Linked DNA regions of Hordeum vulgare: region 2 is linked to region 1. Evidence: chromatin contacts called from public Hi-C data. All regions are on one chromosome and are shown on one strand. Each heading gives the region's core, a stretch centred on a gene start, on an enhancer-like site or on the middle of the called end of the contact. The rest is flanking DNA. Distances are from core to core; before and after follow the strand shown.

Region 1 (7,474 bases), core at 1,773-4,272:
CCTCATCATGGCCATGGGAGTTGATCTCCCCCTCTGGTAGGGTGCCAGAACAGGCTCCCAATTGTTTTTTCGTGGCTATAGAGGCCTGCAGCAGCGGAACTTCTCATCTAGGTTTATTTCTGGAGGTTTATGTATTTATATGATTTTTGGGAGTTGGAATCAAACCAAGATGTGCCACAAGTTGCCCACTAGACATCAACCCATGCCAGGGGGGCTGACGCGGCCTGGTGTGTAGTGGGCACGAGGGCGCCCATGTGGTGGTTCTTTGCTCGAGTGTTTCTCTTTGTTCCAAAAAAAATGTCAAAAAGTTTCATCCATTTCCGAGAACTTCTATTTCTGTACAAAAAACAACACCACGGTAGTTTCATTGAAAACACCATCAGTCTGGGTTAGTTCTAAATAAATTATATAAAGTGCAGCAAAACCATATAAAAGTATTTAAACATAGGCAGGCATGGCCTGAATACTTCATAAATTATCGATACATTGGAGATGCATCAATACGTTTCCAACGTATCTACTTTTCCAAGCACTTTTTCTCTCATTTTGGCCTTTAATTTGCATGATTTGAATGCAGCTAACCCAGACTGACGTTGTCTTCACCAGAATTGCCTTGGTGCTATTTTTGTGCGGAAATAGAAGTTCTCCGAATGGAACAGAACTTTTTGTGAATTATTTTTTGATAATTTATAAGGACTTATGGAGCGAAGACGTGCCAGAGGGGAAGTGCCAGGGGGCCACAAGCTAACAGGGCGCCCCCAGGGCCGCGCCTTGATGGCTTGTGGGGCCCTCGAGGCTCTTCCGACCCTTATTCCACTCGTATAAATTTATATACCTTGAGAAAAAATAGGAGATAATTTTTCATCGCGTTTTATGAGACGGAGCCGACGCCACCTCGTGTTCTTCCTCCGGAGGGCTGATCCAGAGTCCGTTTGGGGCTTCAAAGAGGGGGATTCGTCGCCGTCGTCATCACCAACCGTTCTTCATCAGCACCACCATGATGCTCTCCACCGGTTGTGAGTAATTCCTTTCTAGGCTTGTTGGAGAGTGGTGAGATTGGATGAGATTGATCATGTAATCGAGTTAAGTTTTATAGCGCTTGATCCCTGTTACTATGACTTCGCTATGCTTAATGCTTGTCACTTGGGCCCGAGTGCCATGATTTCAGATCTAAACCTATTATGTTTTCATGAATATAAGAGTGATTTGGATCCTATCTTGCAAGTTATAGTTACGTATTACGTCTCTTGATTTGCATACCCCAAGGTGACAATAATGGGGACTTTTCGGTGATTGTCGTAGTTTGCGGAGTTCATGTATTCACTACGTGTTAATGCTTTGTTCTGGTTATCTATTAAAAGGAGGTCTTAATACCCCTAAGTTCGCAATAGGACCCCACTGCCACGGGAGGGTAGGACAAAAATGTCATGCAAGTTCTTATCGCAAGCACGTATGACTATATACAGAATACATTCCTACATTATATCGATGAATTGCAGCTAGTTCTGTGTCGCCCTAGTGTGTAATTTTTATATGATCAATGTCACCTAAATCATTATTCACTCTTGATCTACGTGCCTACGCTTTACATATAATGAATTTAGCTAAGATACTACTGTTGCTGCTACTTTCACACTTGCTACTCAACTGCTACTGTTACTACCGTTACTACTGTTACCAAAATTGCTGCTATCACTATAACGGTTACTACTATCACTTGTCGTGGTACTAAATACTTGCTGGAGAAAGATATGCCAAGTGCGGTTGAATTGACAACTCAACTGTTACGGCCAATAAATATTCTTTGGCTCCCTTGCATCAAATCAATAAATTAGGGCGAAATACTTGTGGGTTATCATAGTTCGCTCTCCGGAGCAATAGTACCGCTTGTATGCGGGCTGAGGGGGTAATGGTTGGATTTTTGCCTTCCTATAAAAGGGTGTAATAGCCCGGAACCAACGCCCAGAAGATTCCCTTTGTGTTCCATTGTCGTCGTGTGATTTAATTGCTTGTCGTATTCATCATCACATCATTCGCATCATCTGGATAGCATCAGTGCTCGTTTTTTAAACTTGCACCCGTTATTAATTGTCTGTTCTCTTCATTCTTGTCTTGACCGATTTGAGACCAATCACACCCGCACACACCCGTGACATCATTAAAATATTGTTTTTAAAGTGTGTATAAACATTCACGGAATGGGTTAAAATTTGGCGTGTGGTCTTGTTTTATTGTAGGTAGCATGGCTGTCAAATTTGATCGCATTTGGAGGTCGTTTGCTACTCAAACCGTTAAACCTATAACGACACTATAGCCGGTAAATTGTCGGATGGTTTCGGTTTTAAAAAAATCCGTCACGGACCGTAAAGTTCCCTCTCTTTTTAGCCCAACCCCCTCTACATAGCCCAACCTACCCTATCCCTGCGACCGGAGCCGTCAGATTGCGATCGAACAACTCAATTCATTACTAACCCTAGCCCCATTTGCTATATAGCCGACGAAACCCTACCCCTAGCGGTACCATCCACCAAATAATCTTTGCGGTCGCCACTCGAGCAGTCCCCTCGTTGCTCGGGATGTGCCTCGATCCGAATCTCGAGCAGCAGCCTCCGACCATCTTCCTTTCTTTCCGTGCCGCCCAAATCATAGAAGCAAGGAGCCAAGAGCCAAGAGCCAACCAGCCACCACCTCTCTCGATTCTTTGCTCGAACCTGATCTAGTGTTTTGATTTTCGTTTTGTGTTTTTTCTCGCCACAGGCCGAGATGGCCGAATTTCGGTCATTTTCAAAAAATTCGGTTGAAATTTGACCAAAATTTGACTGAAATTTGATTAAAATCTGACAAATTTAACCAAAAATCATTTTTTTCGGCCGATAGATATTTCTCGCCCCAGACCGAGATGACCGAAATTCGGCCGAAATTTGATTTGTACGGCCGAAATTCAAATCCCTTCAAGCCCTGTCCACGAGCTCCCACAACAACCAAACGATGGCCTCCTGTGGTCGACCTCGTCCCCAACCCCTATCTCCTGGACGTGTTCGACAACCGCAACCATCTTCATCCACGCGACCACATGAGCAGGAGTTCCTGCAGCCGTGCAAGCTCCCGTGCATCGCCACGAGCAAATCGTAGGTCGTCGGAGCCACCACATGAGTGCCGACCTTCCTCTCTGTTCCTTTCCTTTCGTTGCTCCCTCCTTCCTCCTCTAATTTCTCTCCCTTTCTAGTTTGTGTTCTTCTCTGGGAGGAAACGAACGGAGCTCGCGCGAATCTCCCGCGCGCCTCCGCCGGAGAAGCTCTTCACCGTGCCGCCTCTCCTCTATCCGATCTCGCCGGTCACATCAACCCCATCCCAAGAGCATGCCTCGCTGTTCGTCGTGCCGGCCGCAGGTCGCCACCACCATGAACCCCGCATCTTCAAGATCTCTACCTCGCCACTGCTTGCGGAACCGCGCCCCAGCCATCAAAATTCGTTACCATGACCGCGCCCGTGAGCACCCCGTGCAGCATCCACTAACCCGAACCATACCCAGATACCCTGACTCGTCGCGAGCACAGCCGAGGCCGGCCCTGTGTTCTCTTATTCAGTTAGGTTTTCTCAAGATGGGTTCAGTTAGCTATTTGTCTTGTCATTTTTAGTTTCGTTCAGATTTGCGACCGGGTAGTTTCATGCCGGGTGCACTCCATTTATCAAAAGTGTTCCGTAGCTCACCTGGTTAGTGCGTGCGTTCATTCATGGTAAACGTTTACATACGACAGTCCGGCCGAACGCTCGAGTTAGTCCATCGCGCGACGTCTGATGCGATTAGATCTAGCGGCTCGCATCCCGTCACAGCCTTATCCCCTCGCGCGCCTTTCTGGCCACACGCGAGCACCCTTCTCTCCCCGAGCGACCTTCTCCTCCCCCCACCTTCTCTCATCTATTGAGGGCGACCACCGGCCGTCGTCGTTGAGGACGCCGACCTGATGCGGCGAGAAACTTTCTTCTCCCCCGTGCTTCTACAAGCATCTCGTCCCCCAGCCAAGCTTCTCATGGTTTTGCCGGTGGGGTCGCATCGCCGGGGAAGGCCCTCGAGTTAGTGCTGCAAGCGGAGGCGCTTGTGGACATGGGGCTGCTGTTGGACGGCGATGGAAACCATTTTTTACGCTCATGCTACAACCGCTGTCAAAAAAAGCTTCAAACCCATATGAAAAAGCTTCATCCGGGCATATAAAAAGTTGCAAGCGGTCATTGTCATGGCGGGATGCTGCAACCATTGACATAAAATGCTACAACCGTTGATGAATAAAGCTGCAACCAGACATATAAAAAGCTGCAAGCAGTCATTGTCATGACAGAATGTTGCAACCGTTGACATAAAATGTTACAACCGTTGATAAAAAAGCTACAACGAAGGACCGACAAGGCTGCAGCAAAAATCACAACGCCACCGTTGCCACCAAAAACTTCGCCGTGGCCATTGCAGCAAATCATGTCACCGGATATAGCTTTTTTCATTGCCGGTTGTAGCAAAAATCGCAAAGCCATGTGCGATGTAGCAAAATGCAACACTAGTTGCAGCAAATAGCGATGCCGGTTGTAGCAAATTGTGATGCCGGTTGAAGCATGCAGCAAAAAATCGATGTTAGTTCCAGCATCCTGTATCGTGGGAGTGCCTCGCCGTCGCAGTTATGCAGCTCGTTCGCCGGAGCTGGGAAAAGAGGTGGCTGTGGGTGCGGGACTGGGTTAATGGCATCCTCGCCGGGGATGGGCGCCGTTCGCCGGGGCCGGTGGCTGTTGCCGCTCGCCGGGGCTGCGCGCGATCATAGCTCGCCGGTGGCCGTTGCCGCTCGCCGGGTCTACTGCAAGCTGCAAGGGCCGTAGACGTGCGATGCTGTGAGCGACGACAGCGGCAAACGCGGAGTCCATCATTGACGGAAGTTGGCTAGCTGCGGTCGTCTCAGATCTCGTCGTTGACTTCTGCTATGCATGCGCGGTTTGGGGTTGTTTATTTTTACCAAACGGACAGAGCAGATCCAATGGTTACGACAACTCCAATCGAACGATGCACGATCGACCGGCGCACCGGCGCCCAGTACTGCCCTTCATTCATTTGCAACCAGGAGGGACTGGGATCGAATTCCATGGACGGCAAAAAAAATTCCATACGTGCACACACATGGCGACTTGGGCCGATTCCAATACAGGAATGCTGCACTACGCCGCTTCTAGCCCGCATAACAGTTTTGTTTTTCTGTGTGTGTGCCATTTATCTAATTTACCAGCACATACATATTTACAAAATACCACTATATTGCATTGCCCATAATTAAATTAACTCTGGATCGGATTATATAACACTTATAAACGAGGGATCGAATCCCATGGAAGGCAAAAAATTACCATACGTGCACACACATGGCCACTTGGGCCGATTCCAATACAGGGATGCTGCACTACGCCACTTCTAGCCTGCATAGCAGTTTTGTTTTTCTGTGTGTGCCATTTATCCGCATAGCAGTTTTGTTTTTCTGTGTGTGCCATTTATCTAATTTACCAGCACATACATATTTACAAAATACCACTATGTTGCATTGCCCATAATTAATTAACTCTGGATCGGATTATAACACTTTATAAACGAGGGATCGAACCTATGGGAGGCAAAAAATTTACCATACGTGCACACACACATGGCCACTTGGGCCGATTCCAATACAGGGATGCTACACTACACCGCTTCTAGCCCGCATAGTAGTTTTGTTTTTCTGTATGTGCCATTTATCTAATTTACCAGCACATACATATTTACAAAATACCACTATATTGTATTGCCCATAATTAATTAACTCTGGATCGGATTATAACACTTGATAAACGAAACATGTTTAGAATTTCATGTATATTAACAATATCCAACTTTCATCCAAGGTTAAAATGTTTAACATTGTGTTTCCATTTAACTTGCATAATTACCATGTCAAAACGGTTATTTCATATCTAAATAACCGTAGCTCTGAATTAAATTATCCACATATGTAACTTAACTAGAAAAATGTGTGGAATAACATAGTGGCATTTATTTTACTGTTTAAGAACTTTAGAATTGTGTTCTAGGCATAACAGTACCGAAATCTTAATTAAGTTATGCGTCATTTCAGAAATACTATAAGTTGTTTGGACCTCATTTAAAAAAGCCTGTATATAGAATTTATTTATGCTTCACGTCTTGCCATGGTTAACAACATTTAATATTGCCGTGTACCTAAACGGGAGTGAACTAAGTAATTCAAATGTGGAGTTTCGTCAATATACAACTCGTTGCAAATTGCACTTCACTTAATGTGTAGTATTTATTGTTATGCTTTGTCATGCCTTGCATAATCGTATGGACATACATCATATGTGTTTGCGCATCATGTCATGTATATGTTGTGGTGTTTATCGAGTGTTGATTGTTGTTTCTGGATTATTTCTTCTCGATAGAGTTCCGAAACTGATTCAGAGTGCGATGATTCGTTCGACTATGTCGGTTTGTCTACTTCATGGATTTTTTCTTCTTCCAAGCAGACCTTAGGTAAGATGACCATTTCCCTGAATACCACTACTATCATTGCCATGCTAGTTGTCTCGTTTCTATGACTATGTCTTGTTGCCTACCACCTATTATGTCAAGCCTCCCAACATTGCCATGAAAAGCCTCTAACCCCCTCCACATCCCAGCAAACCTTTGTTTGGCTATGTTACCGCTCGTTGATGTCTGCTATAACTACATCGGTATTTCCCCGAAGAGGAAGGGATGATGCAATATAGCAACGGTAGGCATTTCCCTCAGTAATGAGACCAAGGTTATCGAACCAATAGGAGAACCTCCTCACACCACGTAAACAACACCTACACACAAATAACAAATTCTCGCAACCCGACGTGTTAAAGGGGTTGTCAATCCCTTTCGGGTACGACGCCTCAAGATAGGCAAATAACGTGAGGTAAAAGTGGTAGATAGGATAAATAGATCGTGGAGCAAATAAATTGCAGCAAGGTATTTTTGTATTTTTGGTTTAATAGATCTGAAAATAAAAGCAAAGTAAAATAGATCGCAAAGGCAAATATGATGAAAAGAGACCCGGGGGCCGTAGGTTTCACTAGTGGCTTCTCTCGAGAAAAATAGCAAACGGTGGGAAAACAATTACTGTTGGACAATTGATAGAACTTCAAATAATCATGAAGATATCTAGGCAATGCTCATTATATAGGCATCACGTCCAAGATTAGTAGACCGACTCTTGCCTGCATCTACTACTATTACTGCACACATCGACCGCTATCCAGCATGCATCTAGTGTATTAAGTTCATGGAAAAACGGAGTAATGCAATAAGAACGATGACATGATGTAGACAAGATCTATTTATGTAGAAATAGACCCCATCTTGTTATCTTTAATAAAAACGATACATACGTGTCGTTTCCCTTTCTGTCACTGGGATCAAGCA
Region 2 (7,474 bases), core at 1,938-4,437, 620 kb after region 1:
GACCGCAACAACGCGGCGGCCACCGACGGGCTCCCCGCGATGCAGTGATCCCCATGGGCCTCTCCACGTGCCCCCAACGACCACCGGTGATGACACACGCGTCTGTCGACGTCACCTTTTTCTCTGGCGAACCACCGGTGACAAACCCCGCGTTGAGATCTCGGTCGTCCAATCCCGGGTAGACGATCTAGATTAGATCACTTCATTTCGTGAAGGGGTACGCAACAACGACTGTCAGATATAGATCTAATGGTTCTCAAACAACAACTACACTCGGATCGGTATGGGCCAACCAAAATGTTCCACGTTGCCACTTTATCCACAACCTTATCTGTAGCTATTTCTGTTTAACCGAATTAAATGGCAATTTTGCACAAAACCTGGTTCAACTTAAAACACTTATAACTTTTACCCGTAGGTCCAAATTGAGTGATTCTTTTTATAGAACTATCCTTATGAAATATACTCCCACTCACAAAATTTAAATTTCGAAATTTATATTTTAAAAAATTTAATTCAAAAGAATGAGTTTGAATTTGACTAGGGCATAACTTGCAGTTTATAAATCCAAATTAATTGATTCTTTTTGCAAATTGAACCTAAATAAATATAGTTTCGTCTTAGCTATTGTAATCTATTTTTAAAGTAATTTATAATTAGAACTCAAATATAGTTTAAACCGTGGTAGAATTCAAATGGAAATTAAACATAATTAGGTTTTAAGTTTGAAATAAATTATTGAATAAAACAATTAGGATACACAAACTATAATGTGTACTTTATTAGATATTTTTTATTATTACTTGACTATAGGAAATTCATATAACATTTGAATTTAATTATAACATAGTTTGAATATAACTTTGAAACCTTAGGTTTAATTTGAATAAAAATATGTCAATATGGTTTAATAAAATGAATTAAACCTAGTAAATGTTTTTGAGTTATATTTGACTTTAGAGAAAATGAACTCGGATTAAAATTTAGTTTAAACATAGACATAGTTTGAAAACTATTTGAACTTAGCAAATGATCTTGGATTTATATTTTGTTAGGAAGTACTCCCTCCGTTCCTAAATATAAGTATTTTAAGAGATTTCATTAAATGTCTACATACGAAGCAAAATGAGTGAATCTATACTTTTAAATATGTCTATATACATCCGTATGTAGTCTATTAGTGAAACCTCTAAAAAGACTTATATTTAGGAACAGAGGGAGTATTAGTATTGGTCTAGGAGTTCTTATTAATCTATGTTTACTTTCCTTGCACCTCAAATCTTGTGTAATATATATATGCCCCTTGAGCTTTTAATGAAGATAAGTTGCTTTTCTAACATGGTATTAGAGCTTAGGTTATCTTTTCGACGGCCGCAACTCGCCCTCCTGATCCAATCTTCTATTATGCCGTCGTTGCCTTCTCTCGGTGGTTGTCGCTAACTTCCCTACCGCGTGGCTCTTTCCGAGCCGCTGCTACCCCTTCTACCTCGTTGCTGGACATCCCGTGCATCTGTGGCATCGTCATGTCGGGTTGTCTCGTCACCCTCCTGGTCGACGCTCTCCTCTGCTGCGGGCATGGCTCTCATCTTGCTGTAGGTCAACCTCCCGACCGCCGCTCAAATCGATCTACGCAGACGTGTCATCATGTCGCAACGCGCCTCAAAGCCAGTGCATGTACGTCCGTTCGTGGGATCCAGCCGCTTCCCGTGCAAAGCTACTTGCCTGGTCGCTGCTAGTAGGTCGTCGTCGGCTGGTCGATTTTTTTTATAACCTTTGCTACAAACAAAACGCAAATCTGACCCCAGTTTGAAAATAAGCTCAAAATTGACATCTTTAAGTGACGCCAACGTTCCTGACGTCTGGGTTGCACTGGAGACGCCAGGGACCCCAGCGTATAGCACGGGCCCAGTCGATCAGTCTGTCGTTGATCGGATGACGTGGCAAAGGGGTCAGACGCCAGGGACCCTAACGTCTGGACCAGGAACCAGACGCCAGGGTCCCTTGCGTCTCATAAGTTCAATCTAGTGCAAACCTACTGGTGTCAATTGCGCGCACCCAGTCTCATAAGTTCAATCTAGTGCAAACCTACTGGTGTCAATTGCGCGCACCCAGACGCCAGGGTCCATGTGCGTCAACATTTACATTTTCTTTCTCATATTTTCATTTAAGACTTTTTTACTATGAAATTACATATGGATTATATATTAACATACATTTAAACTTAAGAATGGTTTTATACTTGAATCATACTTGAACCATATTCGTTCATTTATCTCTCAAAACCATACTTGAACCGTACCCATTTAGTGTCATTTTTAGCCCAACCAAAACCGAACCCACTATTTTTTCCACCCAAACCAATTTAAACCAAATACATAACCATGAATTTAAACCTAGTAAATAACTATGAGTTTGTTTTAATGTACATATGATTACACAAATTGACATGTTAAGAAGCATATGAGATAAAAAATGCATAAATGTGTCTACAATAGTTTGAAAACAAAACTATGCTTGAGATACAGTCAGCACACAGCAAGAGGCAAAAAAAACATGTCCATGACTGAAAAGCTCACTAACAAGTATATTAAAACCAAATTGCTTAGCGAAAGAACAAGCAAAATTGCTTAGTGAAAGAACAAGCAAACACTTTCGATTTTCATGTGGTGTTTCCTCGTAATACATAGTTACATAGTGCATTATAGCATGCACACGGATCAAAGATACTCGTTCTCGGTCATTGTTGATTATTGCATATAACCAATGCCTAAAAATTTGTTTGAACTCATAGTTTATAACCATTAATAACCAAACCGTTTAAACCCATAACCAATTATACCTAAACTGGTTTCTCCACACACCCAAACCAAAACCAAACTAAAAAAATCTCAACCCAATAAAACCTGAACCAAGCAAACCCAAAGTAAGAACCAAACCGTTACACCCGGTTCTTAATAACCATTCTTAGGTTTACATATATTATAGTGTAGATTCATTCATTTTTACTTCATATGTACTCACTAATGAAATCTCTAGAAAGACTTATATTTATAAACGGAGGGAACACAAAGTAAATACTCACTCCTCCGGCGGACAGTTCTCACATCTTGGGATAAGGTTGGTACGCTGCTCAACAGGAAGAAGAGAGGAAAGCTGGCGCTCACGCGTTAAGAGTCAGGGAGCAAACGGAAAAAAAGGAAAACTGACATGTCAACCCAACAAGCATCAAGATCTATGCCTGGAACACACCAGCACTGCATTCATTCTGCAACAAAGCAAGATTTCATAATAAGACAAGACAAATTTCAGTAACATCCAATTCTGTAAAAATCATAAGAATTTCGCTAACTGCATTTTCCAGTTTCCACTTTGTTTAACCAAATGCCTACCTGATTCTTCAGTCATCAAGATCAATGGTCACCTACTAACATCGCTAGCATAACATATTGGGTCATTGGGTGACAAACAAGAAAAAGTGCTACAAGGCTACTTATACACAATCATGTGGTCTGTGGGCAAACGAACATGATGTACAAAACTTTACACAAATCCAGGATTAGGATCTTCCTGTTCGTTGTGGCTGCTGCCGCTGCTGCTTCATGCTGGCTCTCCTTGCGACATCCCATGACTTGTGAGGCACACAGACACCTTGCTGCGATGCAAAAAATGACTCATAACCTGGGGAATCAAAAGCAAAACCAGTGTGCTTGGAGTTCTCTCGGGGGAGCATGGAAATCGCGTAGCTTCTCGCTTCTTCAGGGCTCAAATGGCTCCTCTCTGGAAGACGTATCATACTGTATTCATGGGGGTCATCCTTGTGCATTTCTTGAACAACTTGGTAGTCATAAGGGAATAGCCATCGCTGAAGCCTGGAAAACCGACAGAGTATCAGAGACAGCACACGGTTGATTCAGCCACTTCAGTATGTAGACTGAAAGAATCAAAACCAGACGACACTGACATATAATTGTGCAAAAGGAATAGGTGGTATCTTACGATAGATATAGGAAGTCACCAAAGAGAGCGATGACCGGAACAAGAATTAGTGTGAGGTAGAAGAAAAAGGTACTCATCAGAACATAAATCACAAAATATACATTTTCCTGCAGAAGGAACACAGCATGATGTTATGCATTTATAGAAAGAATGATCATTAGGCCCAAATAGTCATCAGCAGAGAGATAGATTAGTGCATAATTCACCCACCTGTCTGTCAAATGATGTCATTATGGCAGAGTATATAAAGATAAACAGAAACCAGGCCGCTATACTGCCAGCTACACTGAAATAATGCCATCTGGTAATAGAATTGCATGACATGAGGAGGCGGAGGTTCACAGTAACCACAACACAAGTAAAGGCCATCGTGCTAACATCCCATTGTCCAAGAATCTTGCCAGATGAGCCATGACCATGCTGACTTGCAGCTGCAGTGAAGTAATAGAACACTATTGACTGGTAGAAAGCAAAGAAACCCCACACCGCTATCACTTTCCACTTGAAGAATGTATTCCTAATTCCTTCCTGGTAAAGTTGTGGGTATTTCTTTGATAGAGATGCACTCACATCCTGAAATGGTTCAGTTACATGAATGCCACAAACAGCATCATTCCAGAACTAAATGTAAAATGAATACAGGCCGCTATACCTTATCAAATAATCCAACCATAATTACGGGTAGTGCTGTGAAAATGACATTATACAGCGACTGGAACCAGTCATCATAAAACCGCTGACCAGAAAAGCCAGTTTGGAAAGTGAACCAGAACTGAGTTAGCGTAAATGTCAGATTCTTGTAGAAGAAGTACGTGATAACCTGAAACAGCAAGTGACGACATTTAGTTTTGCGAACTATAAATATATGGAAAGATACAGGCTAACGAAACCATAAGCATACCTTGCACAATCTCAAGTATGACCACCGTCCATGTACAAGAAGCAAATCAGTAAGATAACGAAATTGAGCGATGGCAAAATCACTAGCCATAACTGCTTGCATTCCTTCTTGTCCACTAATGCCAATCCCAACATGAGCGGCTTGAATCATGCTTACATCATTAGCGCCATCGCCAATGCTGAGAGTTATCTTACGAGCACCCTTCCTAACTAAGCTAGTAACCTACAAAATGTGCGTCAACATTGGTATTTTGGCATCATTTGACCAAACAGTTTAGGCAAGGAAATTAACACACAAACCAGAAATTTTGATATTACTTGTATTGGGTAACTACTAAACCAGAAACTTTGTACTTGCTTTAGTACAAAGTTGTGAAGTTAGGACACTTGGCATGTCAACAGTACAGAATTGGTTTCTGAGATCAAAACTGGAATAGCAAATGAAACCAATGTACAATGATGAGTAGCGAATCACATGCACAAACTCTTATTGTGAAGGTACAATATTGGTTATTGCCTTTAAAATGTAATAATATCAACCTCATTTTACAGCCCAAGAACCTACAAACTATCCACATATGAGTACTAAAAAACTCGTATATCCACAAATAAAGGATGGCATGCTTGAAGCAGCACAAGGTTGTGGAGGAACAACTCCACCTTACTGCTACAATGTGTACAGCACAAGTGTTGAAGGAACTACTTCAACGTGCTGTGCTAGATATCGCTCTAGAGGCGAGCGGAGGCCAATATGGCAGCAGGAGTTCAATCCAAAACTCCTGGAGCACAAGATCTAGTCCAAGATCTTAGATAGGAACAACAAATTCTATTATAGATAGTGGGTACATAATCTGGTTACAACTAGAGGTGAGGACCTCTATTTATAGGGCTTTGAGAAGCTTTCACATACTTCTACTTATAGCTGGAACACTCTAGGAAACACTATTTAGTATTCACCATTCTACTCACAGCTACTTATAACTAGAGAACTCTAGAAACAGTAGGTAGGGTAAAGAAAAAAAAATACTACACTAGAGTGGAAGTATCTAGAAGTGGCCAAACAGATCTGGCATGTGATTTTCTCTTTCTTTTTCTTCTACTATTTTTCCTCATCATTCTCCCCTGGTTGTTTGGAACTCGCCCTCGAGTTATCTTCATAGAGCGTTTCTTCTGGATGGTAGAGGGTCAAGTCCGCAACATTGAAAGTATTGGATATACCCATGTCGCTTGGAAGATCTATCACATAAGCATTATCATTTATCTTCCTCATGATAGAGAAGGGCCCATACTTTCGCTGCCTAAGCTTCCCTTTAACACCTAAAGGCAGCCTCTCTTTTCGGAGGTAGACCATCACCTTATCACCAACTTGGAATGGTTTTGGCCTCCTTTTGCAATCAGCAAGTTGTTTATATTTCTGATTTTGTGCTCCCAAAACACCACGAATCTCTTCAAATAGTTCAGTATAATTATCAGCAAAGGACAAGACTGCTTTTGAGTTTCCCCTTGATGGTAGCTTCACCAGGTCCACCACATGTGTTGGAACTTTAGTGTAGACAATGGAGAAAGGACTCCTTCCTGTGGATCTATGCTTGGAGTTATTGTCGGAGAACTCTGCAAGAGATAGTGCCAAATCCCATTGTCCCTTTCTTTCTCCACAAATGCAACGGATCAGATTACCCAAAAACTTGTTTACCACTTTCGTTTTTCCATCTGTTTGTGGATGAGCAGTGCTAGAAAATTTCAATTCAGTGTTGAATTGCTTCCACAAAGTGAGCCAAAATGCAGCAAGAAACTTGCTATCACGGTTTGAGACGATCAACCTTGGAACTCCATGAAGTCTTACCACTTCTAGAAAGAATAGGTTTGCTACATGATGAGCACCCGTTGTCTTGCGGCATGGGATGAAATGACCCATCTTAGAGAATCTGTCCACGACCACAAACACAACATCACTCCCTCGTCTTGTTCTTGGCAAGCCCAAGACAAAGTCCATAGAGATGTCCTTCCATGGAGCAACAGGAACAGGCAAAGGCATGTATAACCCTGTGTTATGAACTTGGCCTTTGCAGGTTGACATATGAGACACCGTTGAACAAACTTTCTAGCATCTCTCTTTAGTTGCAGCCAAAAGTAACGAGTTTCCAGGTTAACGATAGTCTTGTCCCGTCCAACATGGCCACTAAGATCACTTGAATGAAGCTCTCTAACCAGCTTGTCACGTAGAGAACTTGTTGGAATGCACAAACGATCATTTTTGAAGAGATAGCCATCACCTAACGGCTGGCCTCTTGTGTGCTTTACCCAAACATGGCCAAGGTCTTCGTCATCCTCCTACAACTCCTTTATTGATCCATGCCTGGAAGTTCAACCTCAAAAGAAGTCAAGAGGCATGCACGACAACTCAAAGCATCAGCCACTCGGTTAGTCGGTCCAGATTTATGCACATAGAGCTCATTTTCCCTTAGTACTTCTAGCACCTTCCGAACGTGATCAAAGTGTTCATCTTCATCCTTACTATAGATCAAGATGTCATCGAAATAGACCACAACAAAGTGGGATAAGAAGGGTCAAAGGACTT

What was found. Hi-C and Micro-C count contacts between places; a contact is called where the count stands out from the background.
Region 2: a Hi-C map of leaf shows a contact between it and region 1, with 5 times the contacts expected there. The contact joins two enhancer-like sites. A contact is called at or near these places in 2 of 6 Hi-C or Micro-C datasets (leaf and seedling).

What each region holds. Positions count from the first base shown.
Region 1 is chr1H:186,987,964-186,995,437 of MorexV3_pseudomolecules_assembly, forward strand. No RefSeq gene overlaps it. Among protein-coding and RNA genes, the nearest start is that of LOC123428378, 180 kb to the left of the region's middle. Within about 2 kb of position 3,023, at least 1 of the 3 cell types and tissues checked has open chromatin away from gene starts, as enhancers often do. A contact at or near this core is called in leaf, where this site is marked.
Region 2 is chr1H:187,610,359-187,617,832 of MorexV3_pseudomolecules_assembly, forward strand. It overlaps LOC123428396 (phospholipid-transporting ATPase 3), which reads right to left. Exons shown (of 27, transcript XM_045112594.1): 23 at 4,898-5,119; 24 at 4,649-4,816; 25 at 4,207-4,569; 26 at 3,997-4,103; 27 at 3,304-3,869. The coding sequence ends at 3,557. Among protein-coding and RNA genes, the nearest start is that of LOC123428396, 36 kb to the right of the region's middle. Within about 2 kb of position 3,188, at least 1 of the 3 cell types and tissues checked has open chromatin away from gene starts, as enhancers often do. A contact at or near this core is called in leaf, where this site is marked.